Linked DNA regions of Xenopus laevis: region 1 is linked to region 2. A link is a contact called in public Hi-C data. All regions are on one chromosome and are shown on one strand. The core of a region is the stretch at or near the end of the contact, and the rest is flanking DNA. Distances in the headings are between cores, read along the strand shown.

The links. A called contact is a pair of places that touch in the nucleus more often than the background predicts.
Region 1: a Hi-C map of the XL177 cell line shows a contact between it and region 2, with 2.9 times the contacts expected there. A contact is called at or near these places in 2 of 4 Hi-C or Micro-C datasets (the XL177 cell line and animal cap).

Annotation. Positions count from the first base shown.
Region 1 is chr3L:62,673,235-62,678,060 of Xenopus_laevis_v10.1, reverse strand. It overlaps btg1.L (B-cell translocation gene 1, anti-proliferative L homeolog), which reads right to left and starts at 1,388. Exons shown (of 2, transcript NM_001085911.1): 1 at 943-1,388. The coding sequence starts at 1,087.
Region 2 is chr3L:62,608,375-62,612,889 of Xenopus_laevis_v10.1, reverse strand. No RefSeq gene overlaps it. Among protein-coding and RNA genes, the nearest start is that of LOC121401168, 23 kb to the left of the region's middle.

The DNA.
Region 1 (4,826 bases), core at 139-2,638, 65 kb before region 2:
CCGCTCTTCAATTTGCATTTTAAGCAATCTGGTTGCTGGGGTGCATATTCCCCTAGCAACCATGCATTGATTTGAATAAGACTGGAATATGAACAGGATCAGTAATAAAAAGTAGCAATAACAATACATGAGTAGCCTTACAGAACAGTTGTTTTTTTAGATGGGGTCAGTGACACCCATTTGAAAGGTGGAAAGAGTCAGAAGAAAAAGGCAAATAACTATAAAAAAAAAAAAGATGAAAACCAACTGAAAAGTTGCTTAGAATTGGCCATTCTATAACAAACTAAAGGTTACCTTAAATGTGAACCAGCCCTTTAAAGAAAAAAAGAAAAGAAAATCAGCGTTATCTCGACCTGAAAACTGTTTAATAAGAAAATTGAACTCTAGGCAACTTTTCATGATACATAAATGTTTTCACAGCGATCTGTACATTTCTTCTGAAAGCATTAGGTCTTAATAGTCTCAGCACTTCAGGTTGTGACTCCAAAAAACAATGTAAAAGACCCAGCTGAAAAGGACGAATGCCTGTTATACAGATTGAAGGATGGCCCCAGATATCAGATATGGGATGAAAACTCACTGCATTTACAGTCAGAAATAAATGGCTTGCTCTATATTAGAAAGCTGCTTGAAATACACAATTTCTTTCATTGGGTATAAAGCTGTGTTGGTGTGAAGTTCCCCTTTAATCCAGTGAAAGAATAAAGCTATAGAAGGCATAAGCCATGAGACTAGTAGGCTATGCTGGCAGCAAGACAATCAAGCTCTGAAGGGGATTTCAATGATCTGGAATAAAGGGCATTTCCGTGGCTGTTCACGTCTGCCCTGGGATTTATACCCTCCCCCAGTTGAACTACAACTCCCAGAAGTCACAGGGAAACGACTAAATAGGATAGAAGCGCAGGCAGAACCCGTAAACAAAAAAGAAATGTATTATCTTACCGGCCAGTAGATCCTGGAGGGACTGGTTGAACGTCTGCAGGTCGAGGTCGTTCATGAGGCCTTTGGTTCGGAGGAACTTCGTGATGAAACTCACCGCCGCCATGATCTCTGGCTTCATGTTGGCCCAAGGATAGTGCGTATGCATGGGAGCTCGACCGAATAACTATTAGAAGACGGGTGGAAGAGCAAGGATCCTCTAAGGAGTTCCGCTTGGTCTTTATAAACGTGTTTTTATTTGTGTTTTACGATTTTTTTTTTTTTTTGTATTTTTCACTTTTACGTCCTTCGTTGTTTTACAGGCTTTTCGTTGACATGACGCGCAAGTTAAAAGAGGTGTTTGTCCGTTTTGTTGCCCCCCCCTAAATATTTCAGCCCTCGGAGAGGATGAAACGCTACAGAAGTCCCCCCACAAAGTGCTTTCCTAACGCGTACACGCCCCCCCACGTGTACTAGCGCGTCCCCCGAAGTGAACAACTCGAGTCTCAGTCCGTTCTTTTATAAGACAGCCGGGAAGGCTGTGTCGTCAACGAGGGGCGGGGGAGGTGCTTGGCCAATAGAGGGATCGCTCGATGATGATGTCACCCTGTTGCGGGGAGGGAAAGGGCGAGTCGACGTATGCCCTTCGGAAAGCAAATGAGAGCGGATGGGAGAGAGTGAGAACACCCCCATCTTTGTAAACAAAAGTCTGGCCAAGTGAACGCAGCACTTCCGGATACAAACACAGGCGCTTTTGCTATGGCTTGAACCGTTTGCGCTTCCCTACTTTCCTGGTAGAAGGGGCGCAAGAAGATCCTAAAACCTGCGTTGTTATTATTAAAATAAAATGACTTTGTAACGCGCATATGGTTGAGCTGATAAACAGGGCGCGAAAGTACTGCCGTATTTAACTCGCTTAGACGCAGCATCGACACAGGGCTATTGTGATATTATCCGAGTTCGGCACCTATTGGTTACAAGGAGGGAGCAGGGCACGGCTAGGGTATTCCTTTGTCTCCTAGTGTGACACATGAGGCCCCATCCCCCACCGGAAGGCAGGCGCAGACAATAACAAGATAGTGGCGGTGTAACAACAAAGGCCTTATTTACTATACAGTGTAGTGATGACACGTCACACTAGTAGTGTATACTTTCAGCTGCGTTACATGCCCGTCTCCTTCCGATCATTTTATTTCACTTCTCACATCGTACTGGCAATCAGGATGTTCACTCAGTCAGGATCCAACCCATGCTTCTTATATTAATGTACAATTTTCCAGCTATTATTAGTAATTTGTAGCATGGGCAGATGTGGAGTAAGGGTGGCCATGTAAGTGTATGGGGCCCAGGCCCAGCCATGGGTATTCCCAATTGATCAAGCCAAAAGAAATGTGCAAAAAGTGACTGCCGGGTTTTGATGCAATCAAGTACAGACTTTCCCTTTGAGTATAAAATGTGCATTTGAGATGCAGAAATAAATGTGTTTATACAACGACCAACCAGGTTTACATACATAGCGACCGGTAAATGGTACAAAAAGTGAGGAAGGCCCTGCGTAAAAGAGCATACAATCTGAAAGGGGATGGGATTGAGACACAAGGTGTGGGAGGGGGCATGATCAGAAATACACAAGGTGAGAGGTGTAGCATATTTGCAGGCCCGGACTGGCAATTTGTGGGTTCTGCAAATGCTGGAGGGGCTGCTATAAGGTGCCATAGAAAGTCAGTATTTAGTGGGCTGGTGGAGGCTGATTGGGCCTCTGTGAAATGCCAGGGCCTATTTTCATTCTCAGTCCGGACCTGCATATATGTGTAGCATTTGGTTGCTAAACAGACTCGGCTAGGTTTCTATAAATAAGTGTGTTTTAAGAGATCTTTTGAAAGAGCCCTAACTTAAAGGTCCCCATAGACGTGACGATTCTTCTTTGGTGAACGACCGATTTCAGTGCAGTCCGACCAGTCCATCAAATTACCGTGTGGTTAGTGGGATTCGAACGATCGTGCATCTTACGATTTTTCGGCTGACATCTGTCAGAAAATTGATCGGGCAGGTTTAAAAATCTTTATCGGTCCCCGTGCAATCTATCTATGTTTGCAGGGCCGAGCAGGCAGCTACTCTTCAGTTTTGCTGGCAATATTGCCTGAAATGGTCTTTTTAGTTGATGGACACATCGTACATTTAAACAATCATTTAAAGATAATCGTGGTCTCACGATAACGATTGGATCTTTTAAAAATCTTAACATCTATGGCCAGCTCAAGTGATTTTAATTCATTCTGACCCCTACTGTTTAGATTTTGGGAAGGCAATGGAGTTTATTAGAGCTTTTTATTCAGGCCCTCTCCAATTCCTATTCCAGCCTCTTATAGAAATCAGTGCATGGTTGCTAGGGTAATTTCGGCCCTAGCAACCAGATTGCTCAAACTGCAGAGCTGCTGAATAAAAAGCTAAATAACTCAAAAACCACAAACAATAAAAAAGAAATGCAATTGCAAATTGTCTCAGAATATCACTCTCTAAGTCATACTAAAAGTTAATTTCAAGACGAATGACCCCGTTAAATAATAGCAGTTGCTGTACTACTTTTACCGCTCTCCTTTTTTGCAATAGAGCTTACAATTTTCCCTAGTCAACTTTCTAGCTCATCGTGTTATGTTGGAATATTGATCCACAGGAAAATCCAGTTCTCAGGTTGTAGTCAGAAAACGTTCTCTCCTTTCAGCTGGACAAACATGGCTATAATATCTGCTTTTAACTGCTAAAAATGATTGACATCCTTTCCAGTAGTCCAGTGTTATTTTACCTGGTCAACTGTACCTTCCCCTGTTTTCTTTGCTGCACTTCAATCTTAGGGGGGAGGGAAGCTGAATGAAATGAAATTGGATTGAATTAAAGAACACGCAGTCCTCAAGGGAACAAGAGTTTCTGGAAGCGCAACCGCAGCTTTGGTAGCCTGTGAGGTTTGTTAAAGGATATGGCTGGCAGAAGCATCCACGTGATGCTGTGAATCATGTTCTAAAAATATTTCCCACAGTTCATCAGAGAATTTCTATGTTTGAGGTGTACGTGTTGTTGTTCATGAGCTTCGGACAGTTGAATTGTGAGATTTGCAAATAATTAACCCACTGTCTGGAATTTAAAAATGACACTGTTTAGCACACTAACTAGCACCATTACTCACTTCAGCAAAAATTGCAAAGGTGTGAAAACAGTCCATTTCATTCCCTTTTGTATGTGAATCAGTAGAATAGTGTTTTTCCATGGAGAAAGTGAAATCAAATAGCTGTTTAAGGTAAGGGATATCTAAAAACTCCAAGCATATGGATTCTGCAACACAGAAATTAGAATTGAGATACTGCACACTGATTTATGATTATAATGTATTACACACCAACACAATCCTGTGTATTTAGATTTCATCAAATTCAATGGTACTGTATTTACTGTTACATTTAATTTTAAAAACATTTTTAGTACTGTAGATTTAAGGTGTAGGCTCTAAGACAGGAGACCCTATACTGTCTGTCTGTTTGTATGCATGTAATCTGTGTACACCCTTCTTTTGTACACTGTTAATACAAACAGTATCCATAGTGGTACACATTTTACCTTGTTTTTCTGAGTAAAAGGGCAACTAGGGCATAAGGCTTCTGTACAGTGTTTTAGGTACAGCATCTCTGTAGAACTACGTATATATCTGATATTTTCCCTTACCATACCTTTCATTGCATCTTTCCAGCACAGTAGTCTTTGCCTCTGAATACTGGGTTTTTATTCTACAAGTAAAATCAGTTCTGTGGAGTACGTCCACATGCATTTTCATTCAATTAAATATAATTGCCTTTGCCATTTTAAAAGGAAGCCATGTTTAGGCAACATAAAATCTAAGACCCTCTCTGATTTTCTTT
Region 2 (4,515 bases), core at 395-2,894:
AACATTTAGCAATTGAAATCTTTCTAGCACATTCTAAAGATATTTTATAACATTCAGCAAGTCTATCAGTATACAATACCATCTTTTTCTGTTGCCTTGGATGATCCTGTGTGGGGTTAAGATGCTTACTGCATATTCCTGGTCATTTCAGAGCATGTTTGGTGCTGCCAACTTTCCACTTACACGATATGCTTGAGCATGTTTTTTCTGGCACAAGAACTTTACTTTCCACTGGGCTGTAAATAAGCCATGAACAAGCCCTCAGTTAAGAAATGTGATTATATTGGTAATTAAAATAAAAACGCTTATTGTTTGACCTAAAAACACACACAAAATGAATAATTTAGAGTGTTAAAGCAAAGTAAACATGGTCAGAAAAGAGAATGGTAAATGCTTTCAGTTGTAGGGAGCAAACATGTTGTAACTGAAGTGCCATTAATGCAGAGAAATTAAACAAGAACCATGAATATCCTTCTGCAAAGACACCAATGGGATCAAAGAGACCAGCAACGCAAGTCCAGGACCAACTTTTGGTTGAGAAAATGCTGTTGTTTCTTTATTGTTCCTTTATTCAAGCTCAATAATCGTTGCTGTCTGACTATTGTCTATTAACGTACCACGCATGCACGGCACAGCTTTATTAAGTCATTTTTCTTTAAATTCCATAGATGTTGGTTTTGTTTTTAACAGAAGTGACCTATGAAATGCAGAAGTCAAAATCTAAATTCAGAGAACCACTTTTACGTAAGGGAGAAAAGACTACTGTTTACTAGAATGGTAGTTTTTTTTATATTTCTGCCAATAAAAAATCTGCTTTTTACTTGCCATTTGACACTCAGCAATCTGCGCTGTGAGACCAATCAACATTCATTGTTTTAAATTCTTCCTAACAATAATCAGCATCTTTTTTTTTATAGTAAGATAGATGTACGATGGCTGTTTTGTGTTTTTAGATATGGGCCTTTAAATTATTTTTATAATGCCCTGATTCTCATGTCATAATGTCAGTAATATGAGATTGAAATTGGAGTTTGGAATGACTCCGACATTACAGGAATAAAACTATGCTATATACTTTTTTTTGGCTGTGTTCTTTACTTTGGGGATTATTATCATGGACAATGCAGAGTCTATGGCAGAGGTTTTTGGTCTTTTATGGTTAAAAACCACTCCACTATGGTCTAATATTTGGTCCCCCCACCTTTATAATGGGGTCACAAATATAGAGGAACATAGGTATGACAATCACCATGCTGTAATTACAAATATATCTTAATTGCAAGGAAGAGTTCACCCAAAATGTTAACACATTTCACAGCCTAGGTTTATAGGAGTATGTAGTAGAGCAAACAGGGATTCTTGTAAACTCTCAACATAATAAGCCTTCAGTTGACTCCCTAGCCATTGCTAGAAGTCTCCAAGGGGGGCATTCCACAGTTTAGGAACCACCAGTTTTGAGGGAGACAGACATAACCATAGGGGCAGCAGATCACGTGGCTGCTGGTGGGCTCAGGGAAATAGTGAAACTGGCAAAGGACCTTTATTGTTTAAATATACAGTATGTGTGCAAAGCAAATAATATTTAGTGGTTTGGGGGGAGGGGTTGCAGGAGGACTCTAAAAGACTTTTCTTTGAGGCAAATTAACTTTTATTATACTGCAGGGGGAGGGGAGCAAATAGAAGGGTGTGAAGGTCTGGGGGAACTGGCATATTGCAGGAAGTCAGCGGGATGCCTATAGATGGAAATTCTATACATTAGAGGGCTGACAGAGGTGAGGACACAGAGGTAGGATTAGAGTAAGATTACTAAACCAGTGCTAGCCAAAAGAAGGAGGGAACGTAGAAAGCCTTTTGATGCCTACTAGCCTTAAATCAAATTTCAACATGTCCTTTTGGGCACAGAAATAGGAAAGACAGCCAACAGCTGCAAAGCTGCAATAAGTGTGGATCCACATTCAGAATACGTAATGGATTGACAAGAGATGTGAACTCACCCAGATGTGAGGTGGCACTTACAGCCTGCACTGGTATTTAACACAGCACAATTGATTTTCAAAATGTTCAGTTGGCAAAACTAATGTAGTAGGAAATTGAATTTTGGGAGTGTACTCTTTTATAGCTTTAGGAGGCATATTTGGTGTCATGAAATCAAAATCAAGATACATCCACTCACTGCTGAGACCGGAAGTGATGTCACACCTGATGCGTTTCGCTGAGGTCAGCTTCTTCAGAGGTGGACTTCCTTTCCCTGCTAATTTCCTTATATTGCCTGCGACACACACACACACATTAGTGTTGTAAAACTTTGGTGATTGCACTAAATATTAACAATATTGCACTAGGTTCTGTTATTTGTTTTTTTTTCCATAGCCTGTGGCGCTGATCTTTAAATGATGATCCAGTGGAGGAACTGTGAAAGAGATCGACAAACGGAAAAATTCTGAGGGTTTACTTTGCCTTTAAATCTTGTAAATATTTGTTGTTTTTTGCAATTGTAACTGTTATATATTTGGTGTCATATTTGCGGTAACAAATCCTTTGGTTGGATTTCAAGCAGACCCTACACCATCTCATAAAATGAGTACTCTACATTATAAGGCCTGTATGCTCCTATTTTCAGACTCAAGTCTAAATCTGGAGCTGATATCTACATGGTAGTTTTTTATGAACACATTACCTGATGAATGCCTTTAGATTATCCTCATTGTTAATTCTCCTAAATTTTCTTTTAATTTAGAATAAAGCTAGGAACAGTACCCGAGGTATCTGAATATTCAAAAGAACTATACAGAATAACAATATTAAAAAAAAGATAAATTAATGATTGACAGGAATAGCGAGAAAATTAGATAATCGGTCTAAATAAAAATACCTCTGCTGCTGGGGAATTCCCACTGATTTATAAACCATAATAAAAAAAAAGCTTGAACCAAAACTCATTCCTTTTTCTTCTTTCACTTCAATGTCCTACTTTTTTTCTCTGATGCTCAATGGAAATTCCCTGCAGTGGTATAAACTACAAAAAATCAATATATATTTTCTAGGCAAGTCTTACAGTACATTGATTAAGTGATATATATTTTTTTTATTGTTGTCTATAACATACTCTCGGTATATTTTGCTTGCATTTTTCAGGTTGATCTCCACTCCGCTTCTCTCCGCCTGTGTTTTTTTTTTATAAAGGCAGAGAGAACCAGGTCATACACTTTTGGGGGAATGTAAAATTGGCTGCTAATGCAAAAATGAAATAGTGAATAATTTTCCCTTTGTGAACACTTTGCCCCTCACGTGATTGTTGTTACGTTTGCTCCAAAACTTTACTCCACCTTCAAGCAGGTGATAAAGGTTCGCAATGCACAATTAAGATTCACAATGCAATAAAAGCCTAATGAAGAATATTACATTGTGACAAACAATTTTTTAATCACAAATTAGTTCTCTTTGCAAATTGTATTACATGTACCCCATGTGCTTCTGCAGGTATAGCATACATTTGCCACCATATCCAATAATGACTGTGTTTATTAATATATCAGGGCAGATGGAGGTAGCAGGCAGTGTATAATCAAATACTAATGCCACACACAGCGGATCTCTGCAGGCAGAAAATCCGCTTCTACAACGCAAATCAGCCCCTTACCTTGCCTGCACCCGGATCCATTGTGTAGGTCTGAGTGCAGGCACATTCTAATTTTTGATACAGGAGCTGTGTTTAGCATGCAGTAGTGAAAATAGTGACAGCCAGATGGTTATCTATGAAAGGAGCCAAACATCAGGTAAAAGATAAAGTACAGAAAACACAATTTTCTTTCTATTATCTGTTTCACAATTACATACTGCATATTATCTGCAGATAAGTCTATCTGTATTGAGGTGTCCTTTTTATGGACACATTTCCATAGATTTGTGCACAAACTCTTTGAACAAAACCACAGTATCAATAACACAAAAGGAAAACCTGTCAAGTGTCACCAAAATGTACACCGAATCTTACGAATCTACATTCAATAAAATGACTTAGAACAATAGAACTTTACATTGATAATCTCTTAATACATAACTTGCAGATAACAACTTTAAGAAAGTACCCTCTCTCAGGGAGCTCACAGCTGTGTTTGTGGTATTGAATACAGTTGTCTGCAGCAAGAGTGATACTTTGCCTCTGTTCCTGGGGGTTTATGCTAGGTACACACTTGGCCTCACATGTCATCGAATTTCAACCAAACTACTGGCTCTTCATCTGTTTGTCTCCTTCTGAGCTGATTTCTGTCAACACATTAAGCATTTAAACAAATATCTTGCCTTATATGGTTGGGCAGATAATGAAGGACTGGTACTCACTGTCCCACCATCTTCTTAGCCAAACTGGTCAATGATCTGCCTGTTTTGTTATGTGCAAATACATGCTTGACTGCAATATCGACATTAAAATTGCATTTATCAAGGCATATTGGTCACAGAAATACATGTCAGGTTAAAACACTGGTAAAACAAAATTAACATAAAATGTTTCAA